Regions from separate parts of the Zea mays genome. Here region 1 is linked to region 2. Evidence: chromatin contacts called from public Hi-C data. All regions are on one chromosome and are shown on one strand. The core of a region is the stretch at or near the end of the contact, and the rest is flanking DNA. Distances in the headings are between cores, read along the strand shown. Region 1 holds the start of LOC542337 (acidic ribosomal protein P2a-2). Region 2 holds the start of LOC100276744.

Region 1 (7,492 bases), core at 2,352-4,851, 300 kb after region 2:
CATCATCCACTAGATAGAATTTACCACTAGGAACAACAAATGAGTCCTCCCGTGACATGGCATCACGTAGTATGCGTGAATCCGAAGCCGACCCTTCCCATCCAGCCAAGACATACAAAAACTTCATTTGTCGATCACAAACCCCTAATACATTAGTGGTGATTCGTTGCTTCCTATTTCTATACCTACCTTGGTCATTCAATGGAACATTCACATCGATATGTGTGCCATCTAGTGCACCTAGACAATCCTCAAACCATTTCCACTTTGGATCCTCAGGTAGAGTGGTTTCTGGATTAGGAAGCTTGATGAACTCATGACTTAAAAATAGAATCCCTCTAAGCACTTCGTTGAAGTGTCGACTGATTGGTTCAAGGGACCACCCATAAGTGCTACGGATCAACCTCATTTTGGTGTTATGACCTACTATAAGCAGAAAAATTGCAAGCTTTTCTTCTACCGACACATTTAAGGTATCCTGTAGGCCACTCTTTTCCCGTAAGATGGCACTCAAGTCACTAAAAGATCTCTTAGTTAGGCGCAAACTGTCATAGCAATAGACATTTGAACCCTGGTACATATTACGTAGCATTTGTTTTCTAGACTCGACATTTCTCTCTTGAACTTCGTTAGCATCTACGATGTGTCTAGGTCTCCTCCATTGATACCGGTTTGCAATAATAGCCATAATAGACACAGCTAATACAACAACTCTCTTTCGCTTCTTTCTCTTCCTTTTAATTTCCTCCTCGTTAGTATATTGAGTTGATATCTAGAACAAGTAATTTATATGCAATTAGACATGCTAGTTGAAAGCAAAATGCTCTACTCAAGAATAAAAACACTACTAGTAGGAGCACAAGGTGGAATAGGAGAAGTACCGATGTAGCCATGGAGATTGAAAGATTTGTTCGAGGTAGCTAGATGAAACTTGAGACGGCAAATCCCAAAACAGCGAGTTGTTTTAACACTCCTGCAAATGATTTGTTGGAGGTAGTTAGACGAGACTGCAAAAAAACTTTGTTGGAAACATCACTTAACACACAAAAGAAGAAAAAGTAGATTCCTGAACAGCAGTAGCACATCTCTGTTGATCACATAGGTTTCAAGTGAGGGAGTTCAGAAGATATCAGAACAACAGACAAGTAAAAAATCCATTTGTCTTTTCCTTCCCTTCCTATTTCCATTTGTCTTTTCAAGCAGGCGCCCTTAAAAATGGACAGGAACCAAATATCCACACAGATTATTTATGCCCTCGGACAAAGCTACATTACAGTCTCCCCGATCGAAGCAAACTAATGGAACAAATGCTAGTAAATGACAGCCTGCAAGCTAAGGTACGAACTATGTCTGCACGATTATAACTATCAATAGTGGATTTAATTCTATGTATGAAGTGGTAACTATATCCTCCCCTGCATGATTGACCAACCAATAATTGATTACAAGGACCAGCCAAACAGCCCTCGCAGTCAGTTCCAGTTCATAGGCAGTTCAGACTTCAGACTACCTCTGATCTGCTAATGCCTTCCCGTCATAAGAGTTCAGAGCAACGTAATAATGTACCCTTAAGACTGATGGTGAAGAATAACAAGAACATGTTATCAAGAAGCACTTTTTATGTTTGACGACACCCGTAAAACAACACGTTGCGCCGGAGAAAGTCGGCATTGACCATCAACGGATTACCAATGCGCCTGCCTAGTTGCTAAATTTCTGATGCTGCTGCTACTAGGAGTAGGACATGCATGCAACTCATGATGGATGTACACGTATTCCGGTCGTGTACCTACGACCTACGTAGGAGTACGATCTAGCATGCTCTGGAGCAAGAATTGGTTGGTGAGGAATAAACACTAGTACCTACCAAGGCAGCAAGAGGACCAGGAATGATATGATATACGGACCGTGTGTGTGTGACCTGTGATGTGATGTCATAGGGGGTCGGCATTCGCATACACCAGCGCTACAAAGGCGCGAAACGATCCAATTCATTCCCGCTACAGAGATGAAACGATTACCCCCTATCCTTGCTCGGAATTAATCACGCGGCAAAATATTTTCAGATGCGACGGCGAAGATTTTCAGGGGAGAATGGATCAGCAGAGAACTCACCCAAAGAACAGGGGAAACAGAGTCGGGCGAGGCTGCGATGGCTGCCTCCGTGTGACTTGGAGTGGAGCGGCGGATTGGAGCAGAGCGATGCCGCGAGCAGGGAGCGAGGCGGCGTGAGCGGCGAGCGATGCTGCGAGCGGAGCGGGACGGCTAACCCTAGCCACTTTCTGACGCTTTCCGATGGGTGATGGTCTGAAATGAGACAAGCCCAAATTTTCAGGGATGGGAAATGGGCTGAAATGGCCAATTCAATTCTAAGGGGATTTAAACAGGCCGAGACATGGAATTTAATTCAATTTGGACCAATTCTAGGGAACCAAACGGGCTGTAATTACCAAGCAAATCTGACTAATTAATACAGAAATTTGCAAGATCAAATCCATGAAACGAACAAACTCTGCATTCAGAACTGTGCTCTTGCCTGAATAGCCACTCTGTTGCACACTATTTTGCTTCTTGGGCGATTGATTTGTTGCACTTTGAGCTATGGTGTCTTCAGTTTGTGAAAAGGAAATAAAGCTTTACCAAGAAATATAGACACATGCATTCTGGTTATACACACGCTTCTATGTTGCCTATCAAAACTTTAATAATCAGATATTTTCATATTTGGAAATGAAGCTAGTCAGAGCTGAACCAAAACATTTTATCTGCATTTTTTCTGACCCTAATAAAAAACCATTTACAATTGCTGCACAAGAAATCATGCAAAACCAAATCAACTTGACCCTCGGCATGTGATTGTTGTGAATCATCTCCGATGCTATGAGAACAATACACAGGAGATAATTACCTTTTTTCGCTGTTAGGAGATAATTTTCTTTTTTGTCCGAGGAGCAATACAGCATGGAGCCAAACACACAACACAATACTCCCGCATATTTTCTATTAGTTGTCGTTTTAGTTAAGATTTAAATTAAATTTATAAAATTTGACTACAAATAACTATTTATTATGTAGTTCTAAAATATAATATTTGTATACACCGATTTATCTTAATAAATACTTTATAAAATTTAAAATATATTATGAGTTTATTTATATTTAAAAAAATATTGATCAAAATTATATTTTAGATACCGTGTCTCTATTATAAATATAACTAATGCTAGTCTTGTCCAGACAGTAGCTGGTCGGCATCTGTGACATCCTCGGATTCCGGACTTTGCCGCCCGGCGCTTCGCGGAGGCCGCTGAGGTAGCTCATGAAAACGGTAGTTTTTGGCCCGGACGGCCGGCCTAATGGGCTGCAGATCGGGTCTAGCCCAAATAACATGCGATGTCTGGACCGGCCAGTGAAGACAATATGCCCCACTGAAGCCCAGAAGCTACCTAAACTCCCAGCCGTCTCCTCCGCATGCGAAAACCCTAGCAGCTCCGCAGTCCCTCTCCTCTCGAGGTGGCGGCGCTCCCTCCTGTTTTCCTCTTCTTCTTCCTGTACTATATAGCCTCCCCTCGCAAATCGTCACTGACGAGTGATGTCATTCCGCTTGCTTGATTGTTCCAGATATTCGCAGTTGACCGGGTCCTCGGAGCACGTAAGTTCCGAATCTTCGCTTCTTCTTGTGATAGTGTTTCGAGTTGCCTCATGTTTACCTTGAGTCGTCTTCCGGCTCGCCACATGGTCAAGGCGCGTCGCCGTCGATGCCCGCTTGATTCCACCGTCAGCCAGATTTTTCTGGCTCGATTGTACCTGCGACGTAGTGTGGAGATGAGACGCGGAGGTGGCGCCGGATGCTAGGGAACGGGAACTAGATACGGTCCCTGCTACTGTGGTGGATGCGCTGGTTTCTCATATTGGGATTTAAATGAATCCTTGATCTATTTATAACATGCCTTGACCGCTTGTTGACTTATATCTCTAGTTGAGGAGGGCCTTGTTAAGATTTGCTCTGGTCCATGAGCGTGCATGTTTACTTGTTGTGGTCTGTAGTACGCATTCACCAAGTAAATTTGGTGTTTTCACCGTAGATACTGGTCTCTATGCTCTTCTGTTTGGTTGTCCGTTAAGCCTGTTGGTATTTTTTCTGGTGCTTCAGTATGTCCTGCTGTCTGACACCTTCAACATAACTGTTGTTATCATACATTAGTGCTTGAGCATTTCTTTGGATTCTAGCAGACAATAGATTCAAGGTACTCTGGTAATTTGATTTTTAGGTTGATTTGCTTTAGTTCCTTGGGTCAGTTGCTTTACCATTTTATTACCTGACCTCACTGTCATGTAGCTAAAGAGTTGAAGTAACTGATACGATGATTTTTGATGGCTTGAGCAGGATGAAGTTTGTTGCTGCCTACTTGCTTGCTGTCCTCGCTGGGAACGCCAGCCCCTCCGCTGAGGATTTGACTGCCATTCTGGAGTCAGGTAATTTCATTTAACTGTCATTCCAATGGATAACTCTTGTTACTATTAACTCTGCTTTGGTTTATGGAAAAGACACAATTCTGACAATAGCATTACCTGCTTCTTGAAAGTAGGGTTTTTATGTTTAACTAGAAGTTAACAATTATTTAGCACAATTGGTTTGATTGGTATTCATCACAATAGTGGTCCTGTATTCACTGATTTAGTGTTCTGCTCTTCTGGTTGTACTTGGCCGCATGGCTCATGTAGCAAAAGCATCTAATGCAATCATTCTTACTTGTTCATGTTGCAGTTGGCTGTGAAGTTGACAATGAAAGGATGGAACTCCTGCTGTCCCAACTGAGCGGTAAGGACATCACCGAGCTCATTGCCGCGGGCAGGGAGAAGTTTGCTTCAGTCCCATGTGGTGGCGGTGGTGTCGCTGTTGCGGCAGCTTCACCTGCTGCTGGCGGAGCTGCTCCTACAGCTGAGGCAAAGAAAGAAGAGAAGGTGGAAGAGAAGGAAGAAAGCGATGATGTAAGATCGTTGTTCTCCAATTCTGGCTGCACATTTTTCCCTATCAGAGCAGCAGTAATAAATTACTCTGTTCTGGTATTATGAATATACTACTTTCAATTCATCTTGATATCATGGCCACCGATTCTTTTATACTGTTGTTTCCTTTGCTGTCGACACATCCAGAGATTTTATCATGTTAATTATCTTTTATGCAGGATATGGGCTTCAGCCTCTTCGACTAGGCTGCACAGTCATCACAGTATTGTTTCGGGCAGTGAAACCAGAGGAAAACCAGAGTCATGTTTAGATTTTAACCTTGTTTTATGTTGGAAAGTACTGCTACTTGTCTTTATATTTGGTAATTCAGCCGTAGGTTGCTATGCTGGTTGGGATTTACTCGTGAACCAGAGTTTTTCTATCTTATATCCTGAATTTGTTATCCCAAAGTTTCCTGGCTTTTTAACTATTTTGTTGTTACATGTTGATATTGCTTTGTTCATCCTTATTCACCTACTATAGCTATTTGCAATCACAAAATCACTTGATGGCGGTGAGCCTAGAGTTATCAAGCTGATATTAATGCTTCGTAAGATCTTGTGGTACCTTTTATTTTAAACAATTTTACATTATGGTCAAATTCTATAAGTATATGAAATTATGTATAGATACTAGGTCGGCCGTGGCATACCTCGCCACGTCCTCGTCCAGGAGCGCGCCTACCTCCTCCGTTCACGGATCTGGATCTGAAGGAGGCCAAGGAGCTCGTAGAGAAGGCGTCCGCCGTGTTGAAGGATGGAGTTGAAGGATGGAGTTTGGAAGGAAGTGGTAGAGAGTATTGCCGAGAAGATGTGGGCGGTCGGCACGAGATTGTTCTCGAGTGAGACGATGAGAGAAATTCCATGGGAGGGAGGAGCTTCATGGGCGACGCTACGCACAAGCTGGGGCCGGACGGTGGGCGTTTAGCTGGAGGTGATGGAGCATCTGGAAACTTCTCGTTGCGTAGCGGATTGGAGAGCTGCACGGGACCGTCGAAGCGCGATCGAACGGCTGCAAGCGCGATCGAACGGCTGCACAACCAAAGGATGACGTGGCTTACTGAGGAGCGAGCTTTGTGTACGCGTTTGTTATATAGAAATGTGTTTTATATTTTATTTTTATACATATATTCCAAATTTTAAGACTTGGCTGCCAAAATATTAATATCCATTTAATTTCCAGCCTCTCGGTTTATTGGAACACAAGATTTTCAGAAATTAGGAATAGGAAAAACACAAGTGTTATTTACAACGCAGAAAGGTCATAAAACATATTTGGATCACGCTCAAATTTAAGGGACAAAGCCCGGTGTATTTCATACATGCGCTAAAGAAGACAACATATATAATAACAGAGTGTATATAGATAAATGTCACAATAACATCAGAGTATTTATTACATAGCGGAAGTCTTACAAAATAAATGATAAATATAAAACGAACTAAAGATCATCCTTGGCGCCATAAAGTTAACTCGCCACCTAGATCAAATCATTACTTTCGGGTATTTATTAGCTAAACAGATTAATGTTTTACTTACCAAAGCTAATTCATTAGCTTATGGTAGTATATGCTAAGATGTCCATTTATAATATTTCAATCAATCAAAGAAAGCAAACCAGTCATTTATCATCAGAACAATCAACAAACATTTTTAAATAAAAAAATAGTTTTAATTTTGTCTTAGGTTCCCTATCTCTTAAGAATGTCATAAATGTAGAATTCTAAGGTGTGAAATCCATCTTGTCTTAGAGTGGAAAAGATAAGAGTAATCAGAGTATGACAACAAAAGGTGAGACATGATCAAGATAAGTATAGAATGAATTATAGTAAGGTAAGTAGGTAAGAGTTTTATCCATTTCTATCTAGGTTTCGTCCTACAGTTAACATTTCCTTTAATAACACTTCTGTCACACCCGGATTTAAGTGACAGAGCCGGGTGCATCTCATACATACGCCAAAAAATATATAATAACAGAGTGTATAGAGATAAATGTCACAATAACATCAGAGTATTTATTACATAACAAAAGTCTTACAAAATAAATGATAAATATAAACCGAACTAAGGATCATCCTTGGCGCCACAAAGTCAACTGGGAGACGCCACCTAGATCAGATCAAACTCCTCGTTGTGTGGCTCCTCCTGAACCACCTGTTCTTCTCCTGTGGGGGAGTGTGAGACAGCAAGAGTGAGCTCACACATGATCATAGCTAAACAAGTTGTTGGGAAACCAGTGTACATGAACTCACCAAAGGTGGGAGTTCATATGATGTGTAAGACTAATCAACAATAGGTGTTAAAGCTGAGCATTGCTTTTAATAAGTTGATCAAAATTTTATTAGCAGTTACTAAATGTAAGTGAATACCAAACCATAATAAAAATAATAGAACAAAATTAATAAATAATTCCATGCAATGCAAATGACAAATTGAAATTTAAATTCCATAAATTTATCATGCGAGAGTTCCGAGCTGCTCA
Region 2 (7,324 bases), core at 1,674-4,173:
GATAGATAATATACAGCCGATCCCTTGTTCCTTTCGTCTCGCAAGCACGTTATCGAGCTGCCCAAACATCATCCTCGCCTTTCCGGTGCGTGTGAAAACCATTGCATATATTCGTTGCAGCCCAGCGGTCTCTGTTTTGTAACGTAGGAATAACGTTTTTTTTAAAAAAGTTGCCGTAGGTCGCGAGAGTGCATGCAGGAGCTGCTGGCGACACCATAGACTCGACGTCTCGACCAAACAACAGACACGTAAAAGTGAAAAGAGGCAGTGGCCAAAACTCGAAGCACTTTACACAGAAAGGAGAGGACATCAAGAAAGAACCGCGCCGTAACTCGCTGCAGATGAAGGCGCAAGATGTGCAGCGCCGTCTTCCTCTTACCAAACCAGGCAAGCAGCAGGCGTACAACAGAAAAGTATTCCACAGATATGCATGCTTGGCCATCTGGTGCTATGGGCGCCGTGAGAGGTCTTCCTGTACAATACTAGCGTGTCCGACAGTGCCAAACATCTCCAGAAAGCCAGGGCATATTCTACACACCAACATGTCTCTCAGCTTTTTCAAGCCACCTGCTAGTCTGCACCTGATCGATTTACACCAATCATCACTACATCAGTAAGCAATCCCACCCGAGAACGCGTCTCCATCGTTTATTAAGCTCTCTGTCAGCCAGTAACCATCCCATGATCCTCCGACCCTCTGCAACAGGCAACAAGACTAAAACCACCGGACGGCCCAAATGACGGCAAGTTAAAAAAAACACGCTGGCATAGTGACAGGCAGGTACCTGAACCATTGTGAATTGAAATATCTCTTCTTCCTCGGGACGGGCTCCTTGTATCCAAACTCTTTGCTTGAACTGGTTCTGTTCAACATGATTCGATGCAGGGTAACATAAATCCAACACTCAGAGAATGTATGCATGTATGGATTATGCTAGCTTTCATCTGTTTCGCCTTGTAATACCTCTTCAACCCATAAACTGCTCAATATTCTTCTCTCTCTGTGGCCCAGCAGCACTCTGTAGGTTGAGTGGTGAAACAGACGCCGGAAGCGCTCGAACTGGAACAGTATTTGGTGGCAGTCAGTAGGTAACACGCTATGGCTGCCAGTATAAATAAGCCAGAAGGAGCAGGTTTTCAGGTTACCTGTCCTAGATCAAACTGTCGTCCAAAGTAAGTTGACCTCTCGAAGGGGTCAAAGCCTGCAAACTAATAAGAAAACACGACTTGTCAGCCTCATCAAAGTTGAGTTTCATCAGCACCAGGCCCGATGAACGAACAGTTTTCATGCTTGTATAGTTACCCGGTACATGACCTCTATCCCATAATCTGGGCGGGGCAGATCATTGTACTTTAAGGACTCAAGCTGGTATTCGACTGCTTCTTCTGCACTAAACTGAAAGATAGAACCGCTTTAGATGCCCAATGCTGAGATTCAAATATTTATGCGTGTTTGCAATCGTTTTCTGACAGGGCATTACATTCAACCTGGGACCGAAGGGCTTTCTCTTGCGGGTTTCAAGCCTGAGGCAAACAACAGCAAGTTCCAGTCAGTATTGCAAGCCCATCAACTGCAGGATTAACTCATGTTCATGTACTATGTCAGACTTAATTATTAAATCTGGTATGTTAGGCCATAGTATCATGGCCGACACAATTTCACAAGTTTACAAAATAACTGCAGTTATAGTTTACAAAATCTTGAAGGATATATGCAAGTAATAAAAGTGATTCAGCCCGTCTGCCTCATGTTAAAGCCCCTATATCTATATGTGCTGTGCAGATACTTTACCGAACATAAGCTACTAATGTATGCTCAGGCAACCTAATCTTCAGAAGAGTCAAGCCCAATAAAAACAGGCATCCCTCACCTGGGATACTCACAGCTCCAGAAATCTGTGGCTAATGTTGGAAAACGAAATTGCAGAAGGAAAAAGGCACTCCTGACCCAGTATTTATCCATTCCTATCTGCTTTCATACTGATCTTTAGCATATCCAATTGGAATGTATGGTCTAGGTAACCAACTTAAACAAACACAGAAGCCCTGAAGTGAACAAATTATTACCACAATGTTTTGTAATATGCGGCATCCAGATAGCTGTAGCCATGTGACAGTTTTGGTAGGCAAAAGGTGGGTTGGAGAAATGAATGGTATGGTATCTTTCTACAGAAAACCAAATTGAGGCTCGGATGTCTAAAATGGGAGCAGAATCACTTTTCTGTTTGATTTATTGAATCCATTTTATCGGTTAATAGACTTAGTCGAGTCCAGAGGAACTTATTTCCAGTACATACTTTCATTGCCAATGATAACATCCTGTCAATACAATGTTTAGTCAGGAACACAGATTTCAGCTGATGTATATACCTGAAAAATTTGTGTGTGTGTGTTTTGCGCTCGGGTTTTGTTCCAATAGCGGACTGTTTGGATCACGGTAACCAACCCAAATAATATTGTCATGGAATTTTGTTCCATTCTAAATTTCTAATGAATATATTTACTTTATTGCTGGGGAAAAAAAGGTGGTGTAGTGTAGTAGTCACAAAAATGAGTTAGAGAACACACTAAAAACCAAAACCAGAGGCCCCATCAGCTAGCTATTCGTGTCTGCCCTGATTACTCAACCTAATCATACTAAATCCCATAACGTATACTCAACCTAGCTGACTTTTCATACGTGCAGAGCAAGACGCAGCAGGGGCAAGGGAAGTCGAAACGGCGGGTACTGACCAATTGGACGAGAGGAAGTCCGGCACGTCCGACGAGGCGGCGGAGGCGGAGACCTTGAGGCGCGCCGCCGCCGCGGGGATCGCGGGCCTGCGTGTCCTCCAGCAGCAGCAGCCGCCGCGTGTTGGCGCCGGCGGGAGCGCGATCAGCTTCGCGGTCGTAGCAGCTGACGACGCCATTGTTGGCTTGTCGGTTTGTCGCACCACGCAACCTGAGATACTTCGTTTCCGCCTCCACTTTATTCAGGACCGGAAGATTAATTCAGACCAGTTATTTTTGCTAGACGTCTTTGGGCTTAGGCCGAGCCGGGCTTCCGCTAAGTCGGGCTGGATAAGGACCTCAGTAAGATAGAGGCCCATCAAGATTGATGGAAGCCCATAATGTAGCCAGTTAACTTGTGAACACGGAGGGGGACGTCAGCTCCTTGTATTTAGCCGTCCTAAAACTATAGATTAGGATCTCTTCAAAACAGCCCGTACTTAAAGCAACTCTAAAAGATTAGTTAAAAAGTTAGTTAAATTTATAGATTTAGCTACTCTCTAAAATTGATTTTACAGAAAAAGTGTAGGTTCATCCAACAAGCTCGTTAAATCTATAGATTGAATGAAGAGTGAAGCAGTCTATCCAAAAATAAAGAGCAAAGTTGGAAGAGCCATTTATGGTGTGTTTGGTTAGCGGGTTGAAGCGGGTTGGAACAGATTCAACCCACAACAACTCGTGTTTGGTTCAAAAGGTTCGCAGGTTAGGTTGATTCTAGGTCGAAATACTTATTGTAAATATGAGTTCTAGTGATTGCTCAAAAACAAGTGAACCATTTCGACCCACTTTCTCTCCACCCTCTCGTCACCCATGCCTTATCCACTCGAGACCAGCACAGGAGTGCGCTGCCATTGCCGACCTGCTGGGACGAGAGACCCCGCCGGCCTACCTTCCGACGTTAATCCCCACCTGCCTCCCGTCGTCAGTCCCCCGCTGGCCTACCCTCCGAAGCTGGCGTGTTCGCTAGTAGGCACAACTTGCGAGCCTTGCTAGTGCTGTCGCCGAACAGGTAAATGTCAGTGTTCGTCACCGCCTAGACAAGCCTGCTAGTGATGGCAAATGTTACAAATTCACTGAAATACATCTTTATGTTGTTGCGATGTCTTTAATTATGACTAAAATATAATAGTGAGATCTCGTCACTAAAAATTTACGACTTACCCATTTATTTATATCTTATGCTTATGGATTCCTCAAATATTAAAATAGTGTCAGTTTCATGTATTTTGAATGATGTCATCTTATTGAATTGAAGATATCATCCTGAATGTGGTAATATGACCAGAAAGATGACCATATTCATTTTATCCTTCATCACGAAGCAAACAAGAGATGTTGCATCTCTAACTCACTTTAACCCTATAATCAAACAAGAAACTAGATCCAACTTGTCACTGAAATCAAATAAGGAACGGATCCGATCCAACCCAGAAAAATGGGTCGACTCCGATCCGACCCACATCGTTCCGAAACCAAACACATGCTTACAAATCTATTGGATATATTTTTCTTTTAATATTAGTCAAATTTATCTAATAAAACCATATACCTAGTCTCTTGTTAAAAATTATATATATCTCCAACAAATTATTATTGGTTACCCTATAAATCCTACTCCGTGCCATACGGAGTATGACAGGAAGTAACAAATTTCGTGCGGCCAACTACCTCTTTCGTATCTCGTCGGTCGCACAGCACCCAACCCGCAACGAGCCAACGAAGCTCCGCTCCGGTCAAGAACTGAATAGTTGACGAAATCTTCAGCTCCAGTGCGCCGTATCTAGGGGTGAAAACGGATCAAATACGCATGGATACAAATTCGAATGTTACAGTTATTTTAGCCCGAATTCGAATATCTTTAAATATAAATACAAAACGGATAGTCGAGTTCTAATTCTTATTCGGATATTTACTCAATTCAACTTAAACAACATACCCAAAAATTTAACACATGTACATGTGAATTTTTATTTAATTATAAGTTTATAGGTAGTCAATAGATAGTCAAAACAAATTTAAATTAAAATAGATTTCTTGTAATCCTTCATATCCAAGTCAACAAAACTATATAAATAATACTTTTAAACTATTAAATCATGTAACAAAAGATAAACAACAACACGTGATATTTAATAAGTGACATTTGTATAAATACAAGTAAACTAAAATTAATATAAAATAGTAAATGTACCAAGAAAAACAAATTTTCTATTCTAAAATGAATGAATGTCCTATATAAATGTGTGTACCAAAACTTAAATGAAAACATGAATAAATTTATCTATATATTGTAAATTGAAGAGTTATAATTGAACGTTTATGGAACCTCGTTGAGATGTGTTCGCTATATAGATAAAGTGGAGAGTTATAATTGAATGTTTATGAAATCTATTAAATTTTATTGTTGAATATCATTAAAAATATAAGGTTGATATATTTATTTATTTATCATATAAATATTTTTTAACATTTTAAATGATATATATCATTTTTCTAGTGTATTATTAAATTTAAAATCATTTTTAATTAGTAATTAGTGATAAAGTTAAGTTTTAAATGGTTTTATGGAACATATTTTTTACGGATACAGATAGTATCGGATGTTTCATGGTTTTTTTCGAATACGAATATGGAATCGGATAGAGAAAAGTAATATAAATCGAATTCAGATACGTCAACTTGACATCCATATTGAAATCGAATGCGGATACGGATATCCATATTAGCAGTTTTAGCAAATATGAATACGGATAATTCGGATTTCTAAACATCCATTTTCAGCCCTAACCGTATTGATTCTTTGGAAGGCCATATTGATTCTTTGGAAGGCATTGGTCTCTCACCTACATCCAGCCAAATGGTAACGATGTGGTAATTCTTTTTTTACATTGAGTTCAATACTTGATTGAATCTTCGTACGCGGCTCGCGATGGGTGATGCGTGGCCGGGATGCCGGCGTGACTGAGGCCGTCTTGAGTAGTCTATCCAAAGTTTATCTAAGAATACTATTTTACACTGTATATTGTACTGTTAGCAGAGTAGAGTTTGAATATAGATATGAGTATGGATAAACTATTGGAGATAGCCTGAGTAGCGAAGATTTGCATCAGGAAGGTTATGTTTTTGGGGCACCGAAAATTTGGGACTATAGATGAGAACATGTTGGATGTGAGTTTTTTCTTCAAAACAAAGTTATAGATGCACTTATTGGGAGCTATTGAAGATGTTCTTACCCTCTCGCTTTCCACCTGCTTGCTTTATCCACTCGCTTTCGTCCCAAGCGGCTTCAACTTGGAGTGGCGAAGCTAAAGTAAAATTAAGGATAGTTTATGTGCATCTATAGAATTTACATATTTTGGTGCATTTGCATCCACTAAAAAGAACCATTCGCCCTTGCTAGCTTGGACACGCACTCAGACGGCCAAACCTCTCCAAAACCCCGCGGTCGTGGCTACCAGCGCCATGCGCGCCTCTTCCTCCTCCGCTTTAAGAGATGTCGCCACTGGGCACTAAGCCTGCACTCAATCCAGTCCTCCTCCCACTCGCCTCCCATGCCTTGTCGCGCGCCCTCCCACCAATCCGTCTCCACGCAGAGAAGCGCCTACGCCGTCTCAGCGGAGGCATCCACCTCCACGGTCTCAAGTGCGGAGCTGCGAGAGCTCTGCTCCCATGGATAGCTCGCGTAGGCGCTCTGGCTTCTCGAGTCCTCGGCGGAGCCACCCGACGAGGATGCCTACGTGATGTTGTTCTGCCTCAGCGAGTGGCACCGCGCGGTGGAGCCGAAGCTGCGAGCGTGCGCACATACGGACGACCGACACACGTGGTTCAGGGTCCGCCTCGGGAACGCCATGCTCCGCATGCTCGTTAGGTTTGGGGACACGTGGCACACGTGGAGGGTTTTTGCCAAGATGCCCGAGCATGCTGTCTTCTCCTCGAACGTCATGTTGGGTGGGTACGGGAAGGCTGGATTCCTAGAACAAGCGCTAGATTTGTACCGTAGGATGATGTGGGTAGGCTTGAGGCTGGACGTGTACATGTTTCCCTACGTGCTACAGAGATGTGGGGGTGTCCCAAACTGGATGACAAGGAGGAAGGTGCATGCTCATGTCCTTCGGTTTGGGTTTAGAGAGGTCGATGTCCTAAATGCACTCATGACCATGTACGCGAAATGTGAGGACGTTGTGTATGCGCACAAGGTGTTTGAAAATATGGTCATAATGGATTGTATCTCATGGAAAATGAAAGTCGCATAGAGGGGGGTGAATAGACAAAACCTAAAATTTATAACTTTAAATACAAACTTCAACCTCAGTTAGGCTTTAGAACGAGAATATCAATAATCGGAGTGAGGGAGAGAGAATTCTTCTTGCACAACTTGCTCAAGTGATTTGCGGATAACTTTGGGAGCAACTTAGTTGATATGAAATCATCGCAAGCAAGAGAACTAGAGAGAGGGGAGAGGAAGAAACAAATCACAATCGAAGATCAAACATAAAGAACGTGGATGATTTGTTTTTCGAGGTTCGGTTCTGAAGAACCTACTCCTCGTTGAGGA

Evidence for each region. A called contact is a pair of places that touch in the nucleus more often than the background predicts.
Region 1: a Hi-C map of tassel shows a contact between it and region 2, with 6 times the contacts expected there. The contact joins the promoter of LOC542337 here to the promoter of LOC100276744 in region 2. A contact is called at or near these places in 2 of 25 Hi-C or Micro-C datasets (ear and tassel).

The regions. Positions count from the first base shown.
Region 1 is chr8:74,616,680-74,624,171 of Zm-B73-REFERENCE-NAM-5.0, forward strand. It overlaps LOC542337 (acidic ribosomal protein P2a-2), which reads left to right and starts at 3,602. Exons shown (of 4, transcript NM_001111918.1): 1 at 3,602-3,652; 2 at 4,388-4,476; 3 at 4,769-4,992; 4 at 5,190-5,450. The coding sequence starts at 4,389. The coding sequence ends at 5,216. LOC109941579 (protein ANTAGONIST OF LIKE HETEROCHROMATIN PROTEIN 1-like) reads right to left here and starts at 923. Exons shown (of 2, transcript XM_035961716.1): 1 at 1-923. The coding sequence starts at 688.
Region 2 is chr8:74,321,614-74,328,937 of Zm-B73-REFERENCE-NAM-5.0, forward strand. LOC100276744 reads right to left here and starts at 2,924. Exons shown (of 7, transcript NM_001291640.1): 1 at 2,734-2,924; 2 at 1,482-1,524; 3 at 1,304-1,396; 4 at 1,147-1,209; 5 at 965-1,060; 6 at 786-863; 7 at 342-697. The coding sequence starts at 2,909. The coding sequence ends at 611.